2 separate regions of the Sus scrofa genome follow, and region 2 is linked to region 1. Evidence: chromatin contacts called from public Hi-C data. All regions are on one chromosome and are shown on one strand. Each heading gives the region's core, a stretch centred on a gene start, on an enhancer-like site or on the middle of the called end of the contact. The rest is flanking DNA. Distances are from core to core; before and after follow the strand shown.

Region 1 (6,795 bases), core at 1,371-3,870:
CACAGTGCCTAGCACAATGTCTAGCACATAGTAAGTACTTAATGAATGTTTATTAAACAAATGAATAGTACCAAATATATGAAAGACCCGGAATGGTGCAAAGTACAGAGTGGAATGGGTCAATTTTTGACATTTGAGATATTTCACTGGCAGAATTGGAAGGAGCTATTGACTGATGAGAGGTAGGGAGTGAGGAAGAGAGTTTTAAAGATGACTATCTTGTTCTTAGATAGATGACTTGGTCCTACTGACTGAGCAGGAAAGACTGCAATGAACGCAGTCTAAAAACCATGTATGTACATTTACTTACTTATGTTGGACATGATGTGTTAGAAGTGCCTGTGGGACATTAAAGTGGAAAAGACATATCCAGTAAATAGCCATATGGGTCTAGATCCCAGTAGCACTGTCCAATAGAAATACGAATTACAAATGTAATTTAAAATTTTCTAGTAGTCATATTTTAAAAAGTGAAAGAAATAGGTCAAATTAACTTTAGTAGTATACTTAACTTTGGATTTCTCAGCTGCACTAGTAACGTTTGGACTAGAGAAGTTTTGTTGGGTAGGGATATCCTGTGAATTGTAGGATGTTTAGCACCATCCCTGGCATCTTGTTAGTAATTTCCAGTAGCCACCCCAGTCCCAACCCCCAAAAGTTGTAACAACCAAAAATATCTCTAAATATTATTAAATGTCCCTTGGGGAGGAGAGGGTACCAAATCACTCCTGCTTGAGAACCACTGATTTAATCCAATATAGCCAAAAACATTATTTGGACATGTAATCAACATTAAAAATTTGAGATTTTTGGAGTTCCCGTCGTGGCGCAGTGGTTAACGAATCCGACTAGGAACCATGAGGTTGTGGGTTCGATCCCTGCCCTTGCTTAGTGGGTTAACGATCCGGCGTTGCCGTGAGCTGTGGTGTAGGTTGCAGACGCGGCTTGGATCCCGCGTTGCTGTGGCTCTGGCGTAGGCCGGTGGCTACAGCTCTGATTCAACCCCTAGCCTGGGAACCTCCATATGCCGCGGGAGCGGCCCAAGAAATAGCAACAATAACAACAACAACAACAAAAAAAAGACAAAAAAATTGAGATTTTTACAATTTTTTATATTGCATCTTTGAAATTAGATGTATAAATTTCACTTACAGCTCTTCTCAATTTGTACTAGCCACATTTTAATGCTCAACACCTACATGTGGTCAGTATTTACCTTATTGAAGAACTTTAGAGTAACCGTTAGGTCTGGAAATACATGACTTTGAGAGTCATGAGTCAATAATAGTTAAAACCATGGCAGTAGATAGGATGAGGGAGAATTTTATATTTAGAGTGAGAAAGTATGAGGGTTGAAATAAAATCCTGGTTCAATATTTTTCTGGTTAACCTACAAAACCTGTTACCCTTTCTTGTTTATTAACATTATTATTTTAAAATATTTTCTTCATTTAACAATATGGAGAATATAGACAAAGGAAGGGGTATTGAGAAAGATAAGTTGATGACAAAAGAAAGGAATCAATGTTTATTGAAAACTTAATTGGTAAGTAATGTTTGAAGCATTACATGAACTCTTTTAATCTCACAAGAACCCTTTGAGGTAAATGATATTACCTTAGTTTTTAGAGAACAAAACTGAAGTTTTTTTTGATTTAGACTTTTTTCTTTCTTTCTTTCTTTTTTCTTTTTTTTAAGGGCAGCAGGCACCTTGGGCATATGGAAGTTCTCAGGCTAGGGGTCTAATCAGAGCTGCAGCTGCCGGCCACAGCCACATAGATCCTGAGTCCTGTCTGTGAGCTACACCGCAGTTCCCCACAACCCTGGATCTTTAACCCACTGAGCGGGGCAAGGGACCCACACCCACACCAGCCGGATTCGCTACCGCTGAGCCACAACGGGAAACCCTCATTTTTTAAAAATTGAAGTATAATTGATATTTTCTTTCTTTTCTTCCTCCCGTCCCTCCCACCCTCTCTTCCTTCCTTCCTTTCCTTTGGAAATATTTACAAAAGTCTGTAATCAATTAGACAGCTGTTAATTGGTATCAGTGGGATTTGGAAGGAAATCTGATTCCAAAGCCTACATCCTCTTTCCCTACATCCTTCTAATGCACATAATGAAACATTTGCTAACTACTGATTTTTATAAAATACTTAAAAGGCATATGTACGGTTAGTTCCCAGGACATTTACTACTACTTTTGATCTGATTACGGAAGTAAATTCATCTTAACGGTGAAGTACCAGGATCTTTATGATGGCAAGTATGATTTGAGTATCATTTGCTGTGAAAGACACTAAAGAATTATGTTTTTGTTCAACTGTAAGTTAAGTATAGTCAATAAACCTTCGGTTAGTTGTTAACTTTTCGTTATGAAAAAATCAGCCAAGATGTAGTCAGTATTTTGCCTAAATACTGACATGTTTCACCATGAAAAATAAAATAATGAGCTTTATGACATCGTTAGGTTTCGCCCACTAAATGTTAAAGCGAGTACAAAGGGGGAGGGCCAGGAAAGAGGGGGCGGGACGGTGAGAAACTAGAATCTGAGCAAGCGCAGAAACAAACAGATGTTAATAGAGGCTTGAAGGCTGCTGCGCTCTTACTTTGCGAACTGTCGTAAAGCCCCCGAGTGTCGTGCTTGCTCGGGAGAGGAGGGATTGGTTAGGCGGCGGCGGCGGCGGTGGCCGGAGAGCGGCAGCAGTGGCGGCGACGGTGGCGAGGTGTTCGGTCTGGGCAGCATAGAAGAGCCCGCAGCTTCGCGGAAGGAGTTCCTGTGGGACCAAATTAGGCATTCTGAACCCAAGCCGGGTCAGCTGGGCCGAACCAGCCGCTGCCGCTCGTACAGTTTTGGTGGCGGTGACAGACATTGCTCTTGACTGTAGGGGCCTATTAGGCCAACAGCTGAGGCGCAGATCACTGGTTCTCGACGCATCCTCTTCCCCCCTTACATCTTCTGTCTTCCTTCCTGGGCCAGTGATTCCCGGAGCCTGGGAAGAGGGTAGCTAATGATTAAGGTGAGGGGGCCGGGGGGGAGGGGATCGATTGGAGGCCGCGCGTGCGCGCAACGGGGGAGGGGCCGGACTGGAGGGGAGAAAGAGGAAGGGCTGCGGCCGAGGCAGGCTAGGGTCGGCGACCGGCCGGTTATTGCTGGCTCCATAGTGACTTAGGGTCTGGGTGTCCGCAGAAGATCTGATTGTGTTTGAGCAAAGCATTCGTCTACCGACACACCCACACTTCTCAGAAAGGGACTGTGGGTGAGGGGATTTCTTTCCCTTTTTCGACTTCCCTGGAGTCTTAGGACGGGGGCTGAGGACTGAGCGTGGGAGTGCGATTTGACAATGGAGTGACGGAGGTAACCCGCACCCGGGGTGTTGGGGGGCGCTAAGTCAGCCCTGACGGTTAGGGAGTTGCCTTCTTCTCTGATCAAGGAAACGTAGACCGCGGAACAGCAGAAATACAGACGCGTCAGATTTTGTATAGAGTTGGCTTGTTGCTCTTTAAAAGAAGATTGATATTTTCAGTTTTGACCTTAGATAATTATCAGAGTCAGTGACAGTGCTGTAGTGGAAATATTTCTTCCGTGCTGAAAAAATGGAGGTTTGTCACCGTAGTTCGTAAGTTATAGTAGATAAGTTTAACGCAAGTCTTTTTTTTTTTTTAAATAATCCTCTTGTAAAAATCGAAGAAGGATTAATTTACAAAATTGTTTTAGTTTCAGCAAGTCTAACATTTAAAAAATACCAGGAAGTATAGGGTATTCTTTTAATTTGTTCATGTTTGTAGTGTGGGGTGACTCCATTGTATTGCATGCTTTCCTGTTTCTTGATTTCTCTACAGTATGAATTTAGAACTCTTTGGGGTAGTAAGATGCCAGCTGACATAGACTTCATTTTATAGTTCTTATAGCTTTTTAAAGTTTGACTTAATCTAGACTTTATTTCATTTGAAGTTTTATGTTTAATGTTCTTGTTTTGGAGACCCCTTCAGCCGAAAAGAACAGACTGTGGAAAAGATAAGCTAAGGTTCTACTTCCTTTCCCATTTTTGTTTTTTGTGTCATTGCTTTCAAATGTTAGAATGCGATTTCGATATTACATAGAAGCTCTATAATACTGTTTTTGCTTATCTTTGTTAGGGTGACATCTACATTTTGACATTTTGTTACTTTGTTTTATTTAGTAAAAATCTTCATGTCAATGTACACCGTGTTGTTTTTCATACTGAACTGTATGTAGTGCTTGGTTATGTTTGTGAAACAAAACTGATGGGATGAGAAAGAAATCCTTTTTCACTCTTATGAGAATCTTAAATTGATTTTTTTAAAGCCTTGAATTATTTCACTTTTGTCCATTTCTTGTCATTTAACCTTGGACAAATGACGTTTCTCTCCTGAGCATTTGTTTGCCACTACAGTTTCAGAGTAATATTCTAAGAACTGGTGAGGCTGTTTATAAATTGATGTGAACAATTTTGTAGGGAAAACTAGGAAGAGTAGAGTCTCTCCTCGTTCATTGGAGATACTGTAACTTATGTATGTGAATCCTTCCATCACTTTTCCCCTTTTTGGTATCTTTTGGTCATTTGTATGTTCTTTCACTGGAGTTTGTTTTTGAAGAAAGAGTAAAAATAATTTTGTTTTGGTGAAAAATGCATTGTAGTGAAGGTTACATCTTGACAAATTTCACTTCAGTACTCTGTTTCTACAGGTAATTGAAAAATAGCTATACTGATCTTTAAGATAAGAGGACAGCAATTTACTTGTCTAAAACAAAGAAATAGCAGATATTCCTAAATAGTGATTTTCACTTAGAAATTTAAAATGTGGAATAAAAAACTCATTAAATCAATCAACTGATTGTTTAGATGTTTTTTGTATTATTTTGTTGAAGAGGGGTTTCTATAACATGCTTTACTTAGAGCATAATTATATGTGCCCTTGTTTTGACTTTTCCCTCAATGGCTAGGGCTTCAGTAGGAAAAAAAATTGACAGTACTGAAAATGATGGTAAAGTATGTTATAACTTGACATTAATACTCTAAAGGCAATAATTATTTAATGGAAGTGTTCAGGGCCAGAGACAGGAGATCTGGATTGTAGATCTAGCTTTGCTTGCTATTCATTAGATCTGTGACTTTGTTGATGACAGTTCTAGTTTTCAGCTCTCAACTGTTAAATGAAAAGTGTGGGATAGATAACTCTCTAGGCCCCAGATTTTCTCTAGGCCCCAAGTTTAATGGTTTGCATTTTTAGTTAAGTGTTTTGGTATTAATTATATTCATCTTGATCCAGTTCCCAGAAAGAAATGCTGTACCGAGTGTAAACTCCTTCTCTCTCTCTCTGTATATATATGTATTAGGGAGAAAAACCCTATGATTGATCTATATGTTCATTGTTCTAGATAATGCTTCTGTCCCATTGTAGCAATTACTTATGATTCAGTAACTCTCATATGATATTAAAAAAATGAAACTTTGTTTTTACTCCTGGTATTGCTCTTTAAATCATCCTGAATCATTTTTCTTTCAGAAACCTGTAATCGTTGTTCAGTAAAAGTCCAGAAATGTATTTGCATGCCTTCCACTTCTTTCTTGCATCCCATAGTGTCTTGGTAACAGCTGGCCCAAGTTTCTGCAGGTATTCAATTTATGCCATTACGTGAGCGGTGGCTGTGGCTACAAATGTTTAAAAACAAATACTAAACTGAGCTTATCTTTAAAATAGAGGTACTGCAATACTATTTAGTCATTCAGTGAGGCTTTATTGATTGTTTCATGTTCTTGGCATTGTTTTGGCTTTCAGTGAAGAAGGCACTCTGCCTTCATGGAGTGGACATTTTATTGGAGAGAACGTAATAAACAGAATAGTTTTACGTAGTGCTAAGTGCCACGAAGAGAAGAGGAGCATGTTATGGAGAGTGAATGAAAGTGGGGTTCTACTATGGATTGAGTGGTTAGAAAGGGGCTCTTTTTTAGGTAATAACTTGATTTGTAATCAGTGATTAGAAAAAAATCAACTGTATTGACAATATGGAAGAAGAATGCTGCAAAAGGAATAGTAAATGCATTAGGTTGGGTTTGAGTCTATAAAATCTACAAATGTAAACTAATTGGTTTGTCTGTAAGGTTTTTTCATAATTACTGATAGACAGTGTAACAAGAAAGGTTAAAAATATTTGTGTATAATAACCAAATGCACTATGTTGACGTTGTTTATATCCTGACTCAAACCAGTTGTAGAAAGTAACTTTTGAAACATGTTGGGGGAAATTTGCATGTAGATGGGTATTAGATATGATATCAAGAAATTATTGTTAGTTTTGTGAGGAGTGCTAATGGCATTATGTTTATCTTAGAAAATACCTGTATTTTTTTAAGAGATGAAGGCTGAAGATTGAGGAAGAGAATTAAGATGAATTATATGAAGTAAGTGTGGGATAATCCTAGTAATTGTTGTTTTGGAGTGATAGGTATGTGTGTAGTAATAATACTGTTCTCTGTTTTAGTAAGGTTTTAAAATGTTCGTATTTTAAAATATGCTTGAAATAATTTATACCATACTTAGGTGTCTTTTCCTTTTTCCCTCTTCCTCTCAATTTTGATACAATATAGACTTTTGTCTCTTTCTTTTTTTTTTTTTTTTTTTTATTATTTTTTTTTTTGTCTTTTGTCTTTTGTTGTTGTTGTTGTTGTTGCTATCTCTTGGGCCGCTTCCGCGGCATATGGAGGTTCCCAGGCTAGGGGTTGAATCGGAGCTGTAGCCACCGGCCTACGCCAGAGCCACAGCAACGCG
Region 2 (6,795 bases), core at 1,254-3,753, 90 kb after region 1:
CATTTCTAGCTTTGGGTATTAAGTGTATGGTGTTGCCATTCACTAAATTGGAGAATATTAGATGAGGGTTTAGAAAAGGGACATGTAAAATCTGAGATAATTGTGTGTATCGAGGTGGAATGTCTAGTAGGAAGTTAAGTTTATGATCTGGATCTCCAAACAGTCAACTGGTAACTGAGTTAAAAATAGGTTGTGATCTGTCAATAAGTAAGTTGTATGTGTCACATAACTGTCATAATATATGAATTCATAGAAGAGGATTAGATTTCCAGGAAAAATGTGCAGACTGACAAGAGATTGAAAAAAACCTTGGAGAGGAAATGCTATAAAATTTGGTTGTGATGATCGTTGTACAACTATAAATGTAATAAAATTCATTGAGTAATTTTTAAAAAAAGAAAAGAAAAATATTTCGATTTTTAAATGATAATATTGTACCTTAAACAAAGGATTCCTGGAACTGACTAGAGAAGTTGAGAAATAAAGTTAGAATAATGTCAAAATAATAATGTCAGTAGCATTTCATCACAAAAAAATAGTTTGAAAAATGTTGAATGCATCTGGCGTTGGAGTGGTTATTGGTGGCTTTTGTCAGTGACGTCAGTAATGGTGCCAGATGGAGACAGGGTACCTCTTAGATTATGGTAAGGAAGGTGAGGAGTCTCCTGGTGGCCTAACAGGTTAAGGATCTGGCATCGTCACTGCAGCAGATAGGGTCACTGCTCTGGTGTGGATTTGATCCCTGGAACAGAAACTTCCAAATGCTGTGGGTAGGACCAAAAAAAAAAAAAAGAGGAAGATGAAAATGTAGAGACAGTGAGTATAAACTACTTGCTTTATAAACTGGTCTGTGAAAGGAAAGAAAGCGGGAAATGGGGTTGGCACATGTTTAAGCACTAGAGAGAGAATTTGGACTTGGAGAAACTTGAAGGTAATTTCAGGTTTAAGACAGAACAACATTAACATCAGCGAGGACTTATTTGAAGATATAGAGGAGAGGGTTGGGTAGCAGTTAATTAAGGATGACCCAGGGTGGGGAAACAGAAAAAGAGGGAAAGAGGAAAGCAGGTGGTAGAGCTTACCCTTGAATAGGAGAAAGAGGAAGCTTATCCATAAAAGCTAGATAAAAAAATACTAGATAGGGTTACAGGATAAGTCCAGATTTAAATAATTTGGGGGGGGGGGGGCAGGAGTTTTTATGTTTTCATTTTCCTTGGAGATATGTAGGAAGTTAGATTATCTTCTTCTCTTTTTTTTGTTTTGTTTTTCTTTTTAGGGCCACACCTGTGGTATATGGAAATTCCCAGGCTGTGGGGGCTGGCCTATACCACAGCCACAGCAATGCCAGAGCCTTAATCCACTGAACAAGGCCAGTGATTGAACCTGCATCTTCATGGATTCTAGTCAGGTTCGTTACTACTGATGATGGGAACTCCCCTAGATTATCTTCTTTTTATTTTTTTGCTCTTTTTTTTTTTGCTTTCCAAGCCTGCACCCACGGCATATGGAGGTTCCCAGGCTAGGAGTCAATCGGAGCTACAGCTGCCTATGCCACAGCCAAAGCAAGACAGGATCCGAGCCACGTCTGCAACCTACACCACAGCTCATGGCAACACTGGATCCTTAACCCACTGAGTGAGGCCAGGGATCAAACCTGAAACCTTATGGTTACTAGTCGAATTTGTTTCCACTACGCCACAACAGGAACTCCAAGATTATCTTCTTAAAGCTGGATAATGTTGATCTTGATTGTAAGGAAAGGTACAGACATTTAAATAATAGGTTATTTGGAGGATAAAAGTTATTGCTTATTTTAAATTCTTTTCCATGTGTGGATTATCTTTTAAAGCTGTAAAGCCTGCTAGCAGTATGTTGTGATTCAGTGGAAGCTGATTAAAAAATAATTTTGGCGATTTATTTCTAAAGATGGAAGAATAGTGCTCAGTCTCAGAATCTTCCTTTTCTAAACACTATCCGCAACTCTTGTTATTCATGGTATTTCCGTTCTGTAAAGTTGCTGCAAACACTAACTAAATGAATGTTAAAGCGTTATTCCTAAGGTAAATACAGCCCTAGCTTATTGCAAGTCTCTGATTACAACAACCAATCAATGCATAACCTTATTTTAATGTGTTTTCTATTTAGGGACACCTTATTTGATATATATTGTTGATTCATTAACTTTGAACTCATGGCCTGCAACACCGTAACTCATGTCTGAATGAAGCTTATCTGCATATATTTTCTCCATATGGAACATCATAGCCTTTCTGCATTTAGGAACACTAGCCAGCACTTATCCATTATGTTTGGGGGCCATTTTAAACAAACAAAAATATCACCTATAAAACATAAAAATGTGGAAGACGTGGCACTAAATAGACTACAAAAAAGATACTTGTTTACAATATAAGAACTGAAACAAGTGGACTGGGTCTTGTTCTGCCTCAGCTGGAACACATGTTATCAGCTAACTCAAAATTTGCTGCGCAATGCAGATCGATGAATGACCATGACAGCACAACTGTTGATTTTGGAGTTGCAAATAAATTGTGCCAAGTAGGTGAATTCACAAGAAATCCATGAATAATGAGGATTGACTAACAAAAAAATTAGGAAACTGTTAAAACTTTTACTAACGGAACAAAACCGAAAAAAGGAGCCAAGGGTACCTTTAGCTCTTAGGGAGTTAGAAAAAGGAAAATAAAATTTGTATCTTGAAGTTAAGTTTTGTTAGAAAATTTTGTGCATTTCTGTTTCTTAACACTGTTCAATAAAGCTCTCTGAAATTGATTAGAGCTTAGGAAAGTTTTACTCTTTATACATTCAGGCTGTTAAGAGCCTCAGTCTTAGGTTTGAGTATTTTCTACTTAAGAATCTTTGTGCAAAATAAATCAGGTAGAAGAAAATTGTTATCTTGTGGAACAGCTCTTCCCTTTTTTTTCCTTTTGATTATAGTTTAAGAGTTATAAAAGATTATTTTTGAAGAGGAACCTAACTGTTACAGAATGCTTTTTTTTTTGGAGTTATGTGTACTTATTGAAGTTGATTTTTGTGAGTAGGTGGATGGAGAAAATTGAGTGAATTATTCAGTGGTAACTGTAAAACTTGAGCCTATTCTCAATTGATTTAGCCTATTCTGTTTTTAATTAACAGGTTCCTGACATGGCAGGCTATCCTCACATTCGTTATATTTCATCAGGTTTGGATGGAACATCATTCAGAGGTCCCTTCAGGGGCAATTTTGAGGTATAATAATAAAATTAATGAAAATATTTGCTGCAGTGTCTTTAATGCAGAGGGAGAATATATATATTATTAATATGTACAACCATATAGAGTTACTGCAGTGGCTGGGATCAGAAAGCAGTAAAATGTCTTAATTTCTGATATTGCTTCTAGGGATTATTATAGAAAGGTTTGTAAGTAATATCCAGGTGTCAAAAATTACCCAAGTATTAGGAGTTCCCATTGTGGTGCAACAGAAACAAATCCAACAAATATCCATGAGAATGCGGATTTGATCCCTGGCCTCACTCAGTGGATCAGGGATCTGGCATTGCCGTGAGCTGTGGTGTACGTTGCAGATGAGGCAATGATCCCGAGTTGTTATGGCTGTGGTGTAGGCCAGTAGCTGTAGCTCCAATTCGACCCCCAGCCTGGGAAGTTCCGTGTGCCACTATTGTGGCCCTAAAAAAGAAAAAAGAAAAAAAAAATTACCCAAGTATTAAAAGAGTAAATGAAATTATCTAATATAGAAGACTATAGAAATTTATTAAATTAATATATACATCAGATAAAGAACCATTCCATTAAATGTGGGAGAAACACCATAATAGCTTTTTTTTTTAATAAATGCAATAGACTTACTTGCTTTATTGAATCCATGTGTTGCTTGTAATACATTAGAATTGGGCAGTAACTTTTTATATAAATTTATCCTTGGAATATATCAAATTTTTTATTTATTATTTCCTATAGCTCTGATATTCTGCTACATGGATTAAGATAATTTATTTAACCATTATCCTAGAAAAAATTTAGGTTTTTCCAGTATTTTCCTACTACAATCAGTGCTAAATACTTTTTGTTTAAGCTTAATTTTTAGAGAAGCATTGCTGTAGAAAAAGAACTTTAATTTGTAGCTAAATATCTTGTTTCTGGAAGAATAAGTCATTTGACTATGATATAAAGTTCTGTTTCTTCTTGTTGTTGGAGTCACTGGGACTTACAACTTGTTTGTTTCCCTATCATGCTACAATGACTTCATCTTCTGCATGCATTCATGCTTACTGACTTGTATAGGACATGTGTGATAATATGTTGTCCTAATCTCTAAGGAGAGCATAACCATTTGCCTTACCATATATGGCTTTTTGAATACTCTACTTATAAATATGGAACTTTGTTGTTTTTACAATGCTGACAGTGGTATTCAAGGGATAAATGTCCTGGCTTTTCATACCAGTTTTTCTTCACCTTCAGGAACTTATTCATTTGGAAGAAAGATTAGGAAATGTTAATCGTGGAGCATCCCAGGGGACAATTGAAAGATGTACATATCCACATAAATACAAAAAGGTAAGGATTTATTCTGTGAAATATCTACATTATTATTGAAGCACATAACATTTAATATTGTGGACTTTCTTTGAGTTTATGGAGTCTGGCAACTAGATTTTTTATTATTAAAACAATACATGCAGAGTTCCCTTGTGGCACAGCAGGTTAAGAACCTGGCATTATCATTGCAGCAGCCGGGGTCACTGCTGTGGAACAGGTTCGATCCCTTGCCCAGGAACCTTCCACATGCTGTGGGTGTGGCCAAAAAAGTTAATTAATTAAAAATTTTTTAAGTAAAAATAATTTAAAAAAACAAAAAAAATACATGCAAATAAATGGTTTTTAAAAAGTGAAACTATAAAAATATACACTCTGAAGTATCTTACCTTACTGACCCTGGTTTTCCTTCCCAGAAGAAAAATCATGGTTAAAGATTTCTTAGGTAATCTTCCACATTCTTTTATGCATTTATAACAATGTGCATGTGTATATTTTTTTCTTCCACTTTCAAAAATAATGTAAAGGGGATAATATGCACACAGTCTTGGACATTTTCATTCTATATCAACACCCACAGATGACATACATTCTTTTTAATAGCTTAAACAGTATTCCATCATATAGCAGTACCATAGTTTAATTAGCCAGTTATTTGGATGGACATTTAATTAGCTTGTATTTATTGTTTTCTACCCTTACACTGCTTATTAGTATTATTACATCTGGAAGTTACGGAGTAGACACTTTAAATAAATAAGTTTCTTTCAACAAACAACAATGTTCTATGCTACAGAGACTAAGAAAGTGTGCACATTGCTGTTCATTGTATTTTTCATTAATATGTGTCTGTTAATGAGGTGTCACCATTACATTTAAGGCCTTTCAGTTATTTAAGCTAAATGCCATAATTAGCATTAATTTTTTTATTGTTCTTTGAAGTGTTCCTTGTTAAAGTAATATTCATTTGGCTGTGCTCCTGATAGAACAAAAATGTATATATTATCCTAAATATGTATTAAAAATGATAAATTTTGAACTAATGAGTTTGTTGTTTTCAATTTTACTTTTGCTGTTGATAATTTAAGGGTCTTACAAGAACACTTAGTTGATGATAGCCACTTAATTCATCCATTAATTCATGACAGTTGTACTTGGGAAATAAGTTGTGGGTGAATGTGTGGGTTTGTTTTGTATTGCTTTTCAAATAAATACAGCTTTTACTCAGTTATTCAATAATGTCGTCTCTACTAATAAGGTAACAACTGATTGGTTCTCACAGAGGAAACTGCACTGCAAACAAGATGGGGAAGAAGGGACTGAGGAAGACACAGAGGAAAAATGTACTATCTGTTTGTCTATTTTAGAGGAAGGTGAAGATGTGAGGTAATTAGACATTAATTATCTAAAACCCATTGTGGAAACTGGAAAAGGGAGTTTCTTTGGAAGTAGACCAGAGGGAGTTCCCACTGTGGTACCATGGGTTACTGATCTGGCTTGTCTCTGTGGAGGTGCTGGTTTGATCCCTGGCCCAGTAAAGCAGGTTAAGGATCCAGTGTTGCCACAGCTGTGGTGTAGTTCTCAGATGCAACTTGGATTTGATCCCTGGCCTGCAAACTTCCATACGCCTCAGATGTGGCCCCCAAAGGAAGGAAAGATAAAAAGAAAGTAGACCAGAAACTAAATAAAGATTATTGCTAGCATACCCTGTCACCAGTTTCTGATACGTAGAATTACCCTCTTACTGTGAGTGAAAGAATACAAAGATTGAAGTCTCTGTATTACCAACAAAAGGGTCGGAATAGGAAATATCCTACGTATTTTAGGGCCCCACCAACACTTGGCCAGGGAAATTTTGTGGTCTTCCATAAATCTTCAGAAAGGAGAATTTGAGAAGTAAGAGGCTTTGGAGGCCAAGACAGTTTCATTAATGTATTCTCCAAAGCTTTTAAAGAGGGGGCTCCAGATTAGCTCCATGCAGTTTGTTTTATAGCATCTTTTTGTACATCTTTTATCTCTTTTCTAAAATTCCTTTTCAACTTGTAGGACTGTTTTCTTTTTCCAACTTTGTGACGTAGAAAAAATGTTATTCCTGGGAGTTCTCATTGTGGCTCAGTGGTTAACAAACCCAACTAGCATCCATGAGGAGACAGGTTGGATCCCTGACCTCGATCAGTGGATTGATGATCTGGCGTTGCCGTGAGCTGTGGTGTGCTGCAGTGTACATTGCAGACA

What was found. Hi-C and Micro-C count contacts between places; a contact is called where the count stands out from the background.
Region 2: a Hi-C map of liver shows a contact between it and region 1, with 2.7 times the contacts expected there. The contact joins the enhancer-like site here to the promoter of RNF111 in region 1. A contact is called at or near these places in 1 of 5 promoter capture datasets (liver), 3 of 47 Hi-C or Micro-C datasets (embryonic fibroblasts, liver and skeletal muscle) and 1 of 2 datasets of contacts at active chromatin or transcription factors (alveolar macrophages).

The regions. Positions count from the first base shown.
Region 1 is chr1:113,055,431-113,062,225 of Sscrofa11.1, reverse strand. It overlaps RNF111 (E3 ubiquitin-protein ligase Arkadia), which reads left to right and starts at 2,620. Exons shown (of 14, transcript XM_013992925.2): 1 at 2,620-3,020.
Region 2 is chr1:112,965,334-112,972,128 of Sscrofa11.1, reverse strand. RNF111 (E3 ubiquitin-protein ligase Arkadia) reads left to right here. Exons shown (of 14, transcript XM_013992925.2): 11 at 3,157-3,249; 12 at 4,486-4,581; 13 at 5,819-5,946. Among named protein-coding and RNA genes, the nearest start is that of CCNB2, 27 kb to the right of the region's middle. Within about 2 kb of position 2,503, at least 1 of the 83 cell types and tissues checked has an H3K27ac peak or open chromatin away from gene starts, as enhancers often do. A contact at or near this core is called in liver, where this site is marked.